Linked DNA regions of Mus musculus: regions 1 and 3 are each linked to region 2. Evidence: chromatin contacts called from public ChIA-PET data. All regions are on one chromosome and are shown on one strand. Each heading gives the region's core, a stretch centred on a gene start, on an enhancer-like site or on the middle of the called end of the contact. The rest is flanking DNA. Distances are from core to core; before and after follow the strand shown.

Region 1 (2,780 bases), core at 79-2,578, 140 kb before region 2:
ACAGTAGTACCACACAGAGGAAATGTCACAGTCACGGGGCTTAGTACTCTTGTGGAATACAGAAACACAAAGATACTTTCTGTATAATTATTTTCTGGTAGTGGCATTAAACCCAGGGCTTTAAAAAATACTTCTAGTGGTACATTAACTTATAGCATAACAGTGGATGGTATAGTGTTTCTGTAGTATACTTTTCAGTGCATGCTTGTATCATGTGTGCTTGAAGAAGAATTCAACACTTGTATTCAAAGTCTGACCTATTGTCTGATTTGTGTTAAGTCCCTGGAAGATTTTAAGTACTAGTCCGTGGGTAAATCAGCATGAGGATTAATTAGACATCTTCAGAACTTCAAAGCACAGTTTGGGACACTTCTCACAGCCACAGTGCCAGTGGCTTGTCAACTCCATGGTCATTCCCAGCCTTAGCTCAGAGACTCACAGATGTCAGTCTCAGTTTTGACAGTGGCTTCCCTCAGCCTCTGAGAGATGTTATTTGCACTCAATGGTTTAGGGTCAGGACTCTGACTCACTTGTTTCTAAGGAAACATACTACAAATGACTGGAAACTCCACCCCTTTAAGCTTAGAAACAAAAACAAAAAACAAAAAACAAAAAAAAAAGGAAAGAAAAGAAAGAAATCCCTTTTGCTTACTCTTAAATTCTACATGTCTACATGATTGAAAATATTTAAGTGGTGCTAAAATTGTTGTGGGATTGTACATAATGTTAATAGCGATTATTCTAGTCCAAAAGACAAATGAACAAACTAACAAACAAGCTAGCTGATTTCCCAGCATTTGACATGTTTAAAGGAACTCAGATTCACTTTCACTTTCAGTAATTTTTCTTCCTCCCTCCTTCCCTCTCTTTGTCTCCCCCATCTTTCTCCTTCCTTTCTCTCTCCTTGTCCCTCCAAATTCTCACCTTTTTCGTTCTATTTTTATTCTTTCACAGTACAGAGAAATGATTTTTAAACGATTCATGTCCACTTCTGAATTGCACAATTGCTTGCTAACTTTGTGTAACACAGTGGGGCTGGCAACTTCACAAAACAAACACTAATGGACAAAAAAGGACTGAAACATAAGAGAATGATTTCAAAACCACACCCTTTTCACCCTACATTTTGAAACACCCACAAGAAATGGCACCATTTATCAATCTCTACCTGAGAAGTCCTGAGACCCTCCTCCCATGAGCAAACCCCTCATTCCTGCAGTGCTGGTTGAGTCATCCCTCCAACCCCACCCCAGTTAGGAACTCTTTTAGTTTCACTTTCACTGTCTTAAGCATAAATAAAGAGCGAACTCCTCACAAGTTCTCTGGCAAAAATCTGGAACTTCCCGGGTTACTACAGGGTCTATGTCACAGTGCCTGTGAGAGAGGACAGAGCACTCTGCAGCCAGCCTCAGAGGCAAAGCTGACCAGCATTGAAAAGCTGCTTCTTCTTCTTCTCTAAAGGATTTCTCTTCAGGTAAGACAGAGGCAGGGGTGGAAAACTGTTTAGCAGACTGCTGGTTTACCCTAACCAGAGGAGGCTGAAACCAGCACAGATGTGTGTGGCCCAGGGCTAGGTGACAGAGGCAGACTTTACCCTAGATGTCCCTGTCCCTACTAGGGCAAATTAATTAAACTCTGGGAAAGAAGACTTCACACTGAGAGCATAAGTGTGTTGAGGTTCATATTGCTTTCTCGGTACCATTTTATATCATTCTTACTATTTAATGATACTCAGACAAAGTTCCTGAACTTGTTGCCAGTGTCTACCTAAATAAGTTAGGCTGCTTGGAATTCATAAAAAGAGACAGTTTCCCCCATTGAAAAATCTATTGAGCTACAATATCTTTGTGTATACTATTTTGAATACACACACATTATTTATTCCTTGAGAACATCATATATGTCATGTGTTTTTGATTGTGTATATTCCCTACTCTTTCCTCCATCTCCTCCCACCCACCCCTCACTCAGTTTCATGTCCTCATTTAATCAAGTCACTGCAGCTCATTCAAACGTGGGCATAAGGCCACCTAGTGGAATTCAGGTAACTTAACAGGGGCCATTTACTGAAGAAAACCAACCCTGGAGTCTGTAGCAGCCATTAACTGCCATTATCATCTCAGTTATGCTCTGGGCTTCCCGGGACTCTCACCAACCTATGGTAGAATTTTGATTTATGCATTTTTTCTTTTTTCTTTTGTTTTGTTTTCAAAATAGTGTGTCTGTGTAGCCCTGGCTGTCCTGAAACTCACTGTGTAAACCAGGCTGTCTTCAAACTCAGAGATCCATGTGCCTTTGCTTCCCAAGTGCTGGATTGAAGGCATGTGCCACTAACCACCCGCCTTTATGCAGGTTTTCTATAGGCAGCCACAGCTGCTGTGACTTCATGAGTTCAAAAACTATATCATGTTCCAGAAGATACTGGTTCACCTTAAAGCAATGCATATAGTCCATGTGATATTTGTGGCATAAATACCACTGTGAACTGAAAGAAACCAAACCTTTGGGAGGAATTCTCTAGGGTAACATAGGAAAACTATGAGCTGTGTCTGGAAGACTGTGCTGGTAGAGAGTACCACAGCACTGGGAATGTCATGGAAGTCTACCAGCCAAGCACGGGATCCAGCTGAGGGAGCCTCAGTGAACACGGGGAACAAGCCAGGCAACAAACTAAGGAATGGTCACAAAGTCCTAAGTTACACGGAATGAAATAATAAGTACTTAGCAGTCCATACTGATGCAACTGAATGAATGAATGAATGAATGAATGAATGCAAGTA
Region 2 (2,959 bases), core at 310-2,809:
GAACACCACCATAAGTTCTTTGGTGCATTTTTCACTATGAAGTCACAACAAGCTAAGATCAGCGAATCAAGCAAGGCGAACCAATTGCAGGAGCACTGTCCGCCGTCTGTTGGGTTATACTTATGCTCTTTCCAAACATATGTCCCCTCAAGCATCCGCCGTAGCAAAACATCACACGCCCTTTCACTAGGCAGTTTTCAGAAAAACACCCTGCGCCTGTTCTCGGCAAAACACCGTTACATAAGACAGTTTCCAGAAAAACATCACATGATACAACTGAGTCCCTAACAAAACCAGAAATTCCCACTTCAACAAATGTCTGCTTAATGGCATTTGATTTCCATTAACAAATAAAATGCTTACTGAGTTTTCATCTCAGTGGAAGACACCCAACTTGCAGTTACCTTAATTCAGACTTTGTTGGGAATGGTTTATTTACAAGAAAGTAGCACTGTTGCCTTAAGGTAAGAGGACGGGAGCTGAGACAAGGTCTTGTTCTGCAGGTCAGGCTGGCTTGGGATTCATGACCTCCCACCTCTGCACCCTAACTTCTAGAATTACAAGGGTGACCCCCAAGACCTGCCTTGTGAGGCCCTTGTATAGACGTTAGCTGTTTTATTACATTTCCTATACTCGGTTTTCAGTCAAATATTCGATGATGATTGGGGAACAACAACAACATGGGTCATAGCAGGGCTGTCTCTTGCAATTCTAGAAGGGTTTGTGAGCCAGATACCCTCCATGCCTACACTGTTGAGATAAAGGACATGTAGGAACTTTGAATCATGTTGGCCAATGACAGAGCTTGAATTGATACCTACTCCTGAAGACAACAACTAATTTCTCTTTTTATTCCAAATTCTTTAGTCAGGGCAAATGAGACATTCAATCAGATAGGGAAAACTGACTTGAAAATAAAGGAAAGGAATTTGGTGCGAGCGCTTTGCCCCTTTCAACCAACCTGGTTTCCTTGTGTGTTGGTTATTTTGTGTGTTTGTTTATTTAAAGGTGTTTTTTGTTTGAGACGAGGTCTAACTCCAGATCCTCCTACCTTCTTGGTGCAGGAATACTTGAGAGTATCACCCGAGGAGGCAACTCCCATTTTAATTTCCTCTGTTTGAGAGCTAGCTCAGGCGCAGCACATTCTGAGTCTTCTTGGGTTGATTTTTTGTTTTGATTTGTTTGAGACTGTGTGTGTCTGTGTCTGTCTGTCTGTCTGTCTCTCTCTCTTTATCTCTCTCTCCCTCCTCCTGGCTGTTCTGGAGCACCCTGTGTGGATCAGGTTCCTCTAAACTCACAGAGATCCTCCAGCCTCTGCCTCCGGAGATCAAAGGGGTGTGCTATCCCGCCAGGCTTTGAAGATTTTGCCAATCAACCAGCAGCCGGGAGCCACGCAGCAGCAGCGGAGACAACCAGGAAGTACACAGCCCGCGTCGTCAAGGACCGAGCGCTTTTTAGCCCTCCTCCCGACCCGTAGCCGCGCGGAGTGCGCGCGAGCGACTCGCGCATAAAAGCCCGGCTCGGGGCGTCTAGGAGCCAGTGCTGCTTCCTGCTTCGGACGGAGCTGTTGGCGGAGCCGCGAAGATGGCGTCGACCAGCCGGTGAGTGCAACGGCCTCGGAGCGAGTGGAGCAGGGCATCGCGGGGCCCAGGTTCCTCCAGAAGGCCGCCGCGGGTGTCCCTTACCCACCTGAGTCATCGCCGCCCGGGTTTGACCCTGCGGATCCGCACGGCCCCGGCCTCCGTCTCCGGACCCTTCAACCGTCTTTGTGTCATGTTGATGTTTTCTGTGTATTTTCTCCCTTACGGCCCATCCAGCCGGAGGGGGCTGAAACCCCGTTTCCGAAGAGCTGGAAAAGCGACGTTCCAGGTCCCTATCGATCTGACAACCGCAAAGTTGAGAAACGTCAGCATTGGTTGTCTGGTGGCAAAGGGTCGCTAGCCCAATGGCCCCCCCAGAAGTGGAAACGAAAGCACATACGGAGACTTGATTCATTCTCCTAAAAGACCCCCTGTCCCCACCCCGAAAAGTATCATTGCGTACTCTGAAGGAGATGCTGTCTGCAGAAAATTAATTACATATGCTGGAAGTCATTTTAAATGTATTTTTAAAACGTAGTTTGCTTAATATCTACAGGAAATGCGTGTTGTGACCGCAGAGACAGCCTTTAATCTTGTGACCTCCAAAATGCTTTGCAGACCCTAATTATATCTCTTGTAACCACTATGAGGTAGATATTAGTATACTGGCATATGTGTAAACTGAGTCATGCCAGCGTGTTGACCTTTCGCGGGCCACTATACCTATTCTGATTATCCGTCCACTGGTCTCCAGTTAACACAGAATGTACAGAAAGTATCAAATTAAGTTCTGTTCTTTTGGCACTTTTTTTTTTTTTTCGGAGGTGGTTACTATGTGTGGAATTGGTAAACGTCACCGGGGGAAGCCATTATTTACAGAAACTTGGCCTTTCTGGGAACCTCCAAGTCTGCTGTTTATTATAAAAAGTGGGAGGTGGGCATAGGAAGCCTCGTGAACTTCTTGCGTGGAAGCAATGGGCAATCTTGTTTACTGATTTTATGATTTAATTAGATTAATTATGATTTAATCATTCCATCTGGGTGTGGTTTTGTCACGTAAGGCTTCCTTGTAGCGACATAGGAACCTTCAGCTTCCCCAAATACTATTGAAATTTCCCATGGGTGATGTGTTCATATGTAGGCACAGCTTACCATCTTAGGGAAAAGGAACTCCTGTATTCTTGAAACACAAGTTGTAGTGTTTAAATAGTACACATAGTAAAATCACTGGTTACAGTTTTTAAACTTTTCTTCACTTAAAAAAATCCCTTGAAATTAATTTCTTTTCTGGACAGCTAGTGTTTGATTTTGAGTTAGTGGTCTCGAATCTTCTGTCTCCACCTTGAAAACTGTGGGGTTGTAGATCTGCCCGGCCCTCA
Region 3 (2,906 bases), core at 197-2,696, 200 kb before region 2:
CCCTCCCCATGTCCTTGTGTAATCAGTTGAATGGAGCAATTTGTATATGACCCTTCTGTTTCTCACTGTGGGATGTAAGGATGGAATAGCTGGACTAGTGAGAATATGAATGCCATGGGTAACTCTGTACCTTTCACTCACTTGTCGGTCCAGTAGGGAGATATAGTTTTTTCTTATGATCAAGGAAGGAATAAAGCACAAATTGATACTCATATGTATTATATAAGGACTTCAACCTAACCAGCCTTAAAGGATAGTTAATGATAACTTGTAGCAGTTAATAATAAAAGCATATCTGTTGTAGCTCACCTGGAACTCTATTAACTGAAAAGTCAGTCTGTCTATGTCTTGTTTTTAATGTTGAAAGTTTGCTTTTTGCATGAATTATTTGAAAGTAGTCTATACATGAAGTACATGAAGTAGTCTGAGCACAGCCAACTTAGCATACATGAACCCCGTCCCACATATTGTATATATATTTTGAGACAAAATTTTCATGTAGCCCAGGCTAGCCTCAAGCTTAATATATAGCTCAGAATGGTTCCCCTGCCTCCACTTCCATGGCCAGTTCACATAGACAATATTTTAAATAATTCATGAAAGCAGGAAACTTTTATAGAACAGATTTTTTTTACTTGTGATTTTATGTCAGAACTCAAAAAAAAATCAGTATTGGGAGGATTTGGAAGTTTGGATTTGTAGATTAGGAATGAACACTTGTGTTGGACAAATGGCAAACAAAGAAAGAGAGTAGTTTGAGACATCCCCAGAAAGACAGGCAAAGCATACTGGGAACTTCCTGTCAGTCAGAGTAGAGAAGGAACAGCCCAGAGTTGTTAGCTCTACTGACAGACCTGACTGAATCATGCATTGTTCTTGCCAAGCAAGCTGCACTGTAAACAGTGGCCATCTCTATAGTTCACCATCTTTATAACACTTTGGTTAAAGACTCTAACAGGGAGCTGACAGCAGATATGCACTTTAAGGAAACTGGGGACTTGTTTTCCTTTAACAAAAAGGCTAGGATACCCAGGGCTTGAGCAATCATCTTTGACTCCCTAAACAAAGCTGGTTCATGTCAGGACACAGTTTCAGTTTCTATTTCCCAGATCCCTGGAAAACACAAGAAAGGGAGGAGAAAGGGCTTTTCTGCTGGGGGGAAGTCCAGTCGTCGCCTTTGGCTCGAATTCACAGCCTGAGTTCAGGTTGTATAATGACTGCTATTTTCTCCTGCTGCATCTGAGGGAGCATTTCCTCTGAAATGTGTGGAGGGAAAGGAGGAGGCCACACTGCTGATTTAGACTGCAGTCTAAATCCAAGAGGGCAGGGGACCCAGAAAACGCAATGACAATCATTGATTAGTAGTGTTCCCTGGTGAGTACTACAGACAGACTTGTGTGCCAAGTGTGATTCTGTTTTCTCCTTTTTTTTTTTTTTTTTTTTGCATCGGTGATGGAACACACTGTAGGAAAGAAAAAAAGTCTCAATCTGCAAGATGTGGCGGGGTGATAACTGCAGAAAGTTCGGGGGGATCTGGGAAATTCCTCAGCTCAGCTGAGGTCACAAATTCTGTTATTTTGTTCAAGCCCTCAACGACTGACTGAGTCATCAAGCAAGGAGCATGGTTTCGATTTCAGTTCCTTTTATCTCAATTTGTGTTTGGGCGGCTGTTACTTTGCCACTTCTAACAGTGGCTGCTCCAAGGAGCCTGGAGCAGTAGGAAGCTCAGGGAAAGAACTAAGTTGGCTGAGGACTGTCCCTGTTACAGAGCCAGTGCCTGGGTGAGTAACCACATGTGTTTCTCTCAACAGACGCTGCCGGCGAAATTGCCAGGACATCTCCATTCTGGGGTGGCAGACTCACCCTGGTGGGCAAGCCAGTGCAAGCTGCAGACCTCACAGGGTCTTGTGGCCATTTGCAGAGCGCCACCTGGCGGGCCAAGCGTGCATGTACTGCTTTTCTTGGGTCTTCATTCAATAACCCCTCTGGCTTGGGAGACAATGACCAAGGCCCATCCTTGGTGGTGAGAGCCTGGTACCCAGGAGCCAAACTCAGTAGTACTGCAGCCTCTTGTAGGGTAGCTTCCCCCAGTTTGCTTCCTTGTGTCCGCAATGTTTTCTTGATAGCAGACATCTGTCCTCAAAGGTGTCACTAAGAGGCTTCATTTTATCTTATTTTGCTGGAGTCAGTCCCTGTTTTATTTATCTGAATTCAACCTCCAATGTCCCTACCTCGCTCTATACTTACTTTATTCTAAGGCGTGTGTGGGCGCACGGGCACGTGTGTGTGTGTGTGTGTGTGTGTGTGTGTGTGTGTGTGTGTTCATTTTCTGCTTCGTTTTCTCTCCCATTTGAACAGAGGCTCACCAAGGTAGGAAATTGCACTCATTTAGTTTATTCTTTGATAACAGCCACCTAAGGCAGTGCCCAACACACACCCGGCAAACTTCTCATACTGAAACAGACTTCAAATTCTCTCAGAATGCCAGGAAACCTTTCTACCCACTTTGCAACTTTGCCACGTGCGTTTTTGCCTCACCCGCTGCAAAACCCGAGTGCTCTCAGTCTCAGACATCAGTGTTGTTGGCTTTCTCATGTTATTTTTTAAGAAGCCGGAGAATACTTTTCATAGTTCAAAGAAGAATCGTGATATATTCTATGAGAAATACTGTAACAGGTTTGGGAAGGCTGAGTTCATTTCCCACTTTAGAAACATACAGAACTTGAGATACGTGTTGCGCAAACAAAAACCGACATGTGTCTGCCTTGGGTGATGACAACAGACGATTTTAAGATCCCATATTTCAGTGAGCGACTGTTCTGGGTTACAGGGTTCTGCAGCTTCCGAGTGGACCATGGAGGCACCCATTTGTCTGGTGGAAAATTGGAAAAATCAGCTGACAGTAA

Evidence for each region. ChIA-PET counts read pairs in DNA pulled down with a chosen protein or histone mark.
Region 1: an RNA polymerase II ChIA-PET map of memory CD8 T cells shows a contact between it and region 2, with 88 read pairs. The contact joins the promoter of Gbp2 here to the promoter of Gtf2b in region 2. A contact is called at or near these places in 5 of 39 promoter capture datasets (the C10 cell line, the HPC-7 cell line, hematopoietic stem and progenitor cells and 2 more), 3 of 484 Hi-C or Micro-C datasets (the G1E-ER4 cell line, Th1 cells and peritoneal macrophages), 4 of 115 datasets of contacts at active chromatin or transcription factors (bone marrow-derived macrophages, effector CD8 T cells, embryonic stem cells and 1 more) and 3 of 9 other capture datasets (adipose tissue, liver and macrophages).
Region 3: an RNA polymerase II ChIA-PET map of memory CD8 T cells shows a contact between it and region 2, with 68 read pairs. The contact joins the promoter of Gbp3 here to the promoter of Gtf2b in region 2. A contact is called at or near these places in 1 of 39 promoter capture datasets (the C10 cell line), 2 of 484 Hi-C or Micro-C datasets (LSK cells and regulatory T cells), 4 of 115 datasets of contacts at active chromatin or transcription factors (bone marrow-derived macrophages, effector CD8 T cells, memory CD8 T cells and 1 more) and 2 of 9 other capture datasets (adipose tissue and liver).

Annotation. Positions count from the first base shown.
Region 1 is chr3:142,619,335-142,622,114 of GRCm38.p6, forward strand. Gbp2 (guanylate binding protein 2) reads left to right here and starts at 1,329. Exons shown (of 11, transcript NM_010260.1): 1 at 1,329-1,474.
Region 2 is chr3:142,763,688-142,766,646 of GRCm38.p6, forward strand. Gtf2b (general transcription factor IIB) reads left to right here and starts at 1,560. Exons shown (of 7, transcript NM_145546.1): 1 at 1,560-1,601. The coding sequence starts at 1,585.
Region 3 is chr3:142,558,910-142,561,815 of GRCm38.p6, forward strand. It overlaps Gbp3 (guanylate binding protein 3), which reads left to right and starts at 1,447. Exons shown (of 11, transcript NM_001289493.2): 1 at 1,447-1,781; 2 at 2,831-2,906. The coding sequence starts at 2,855.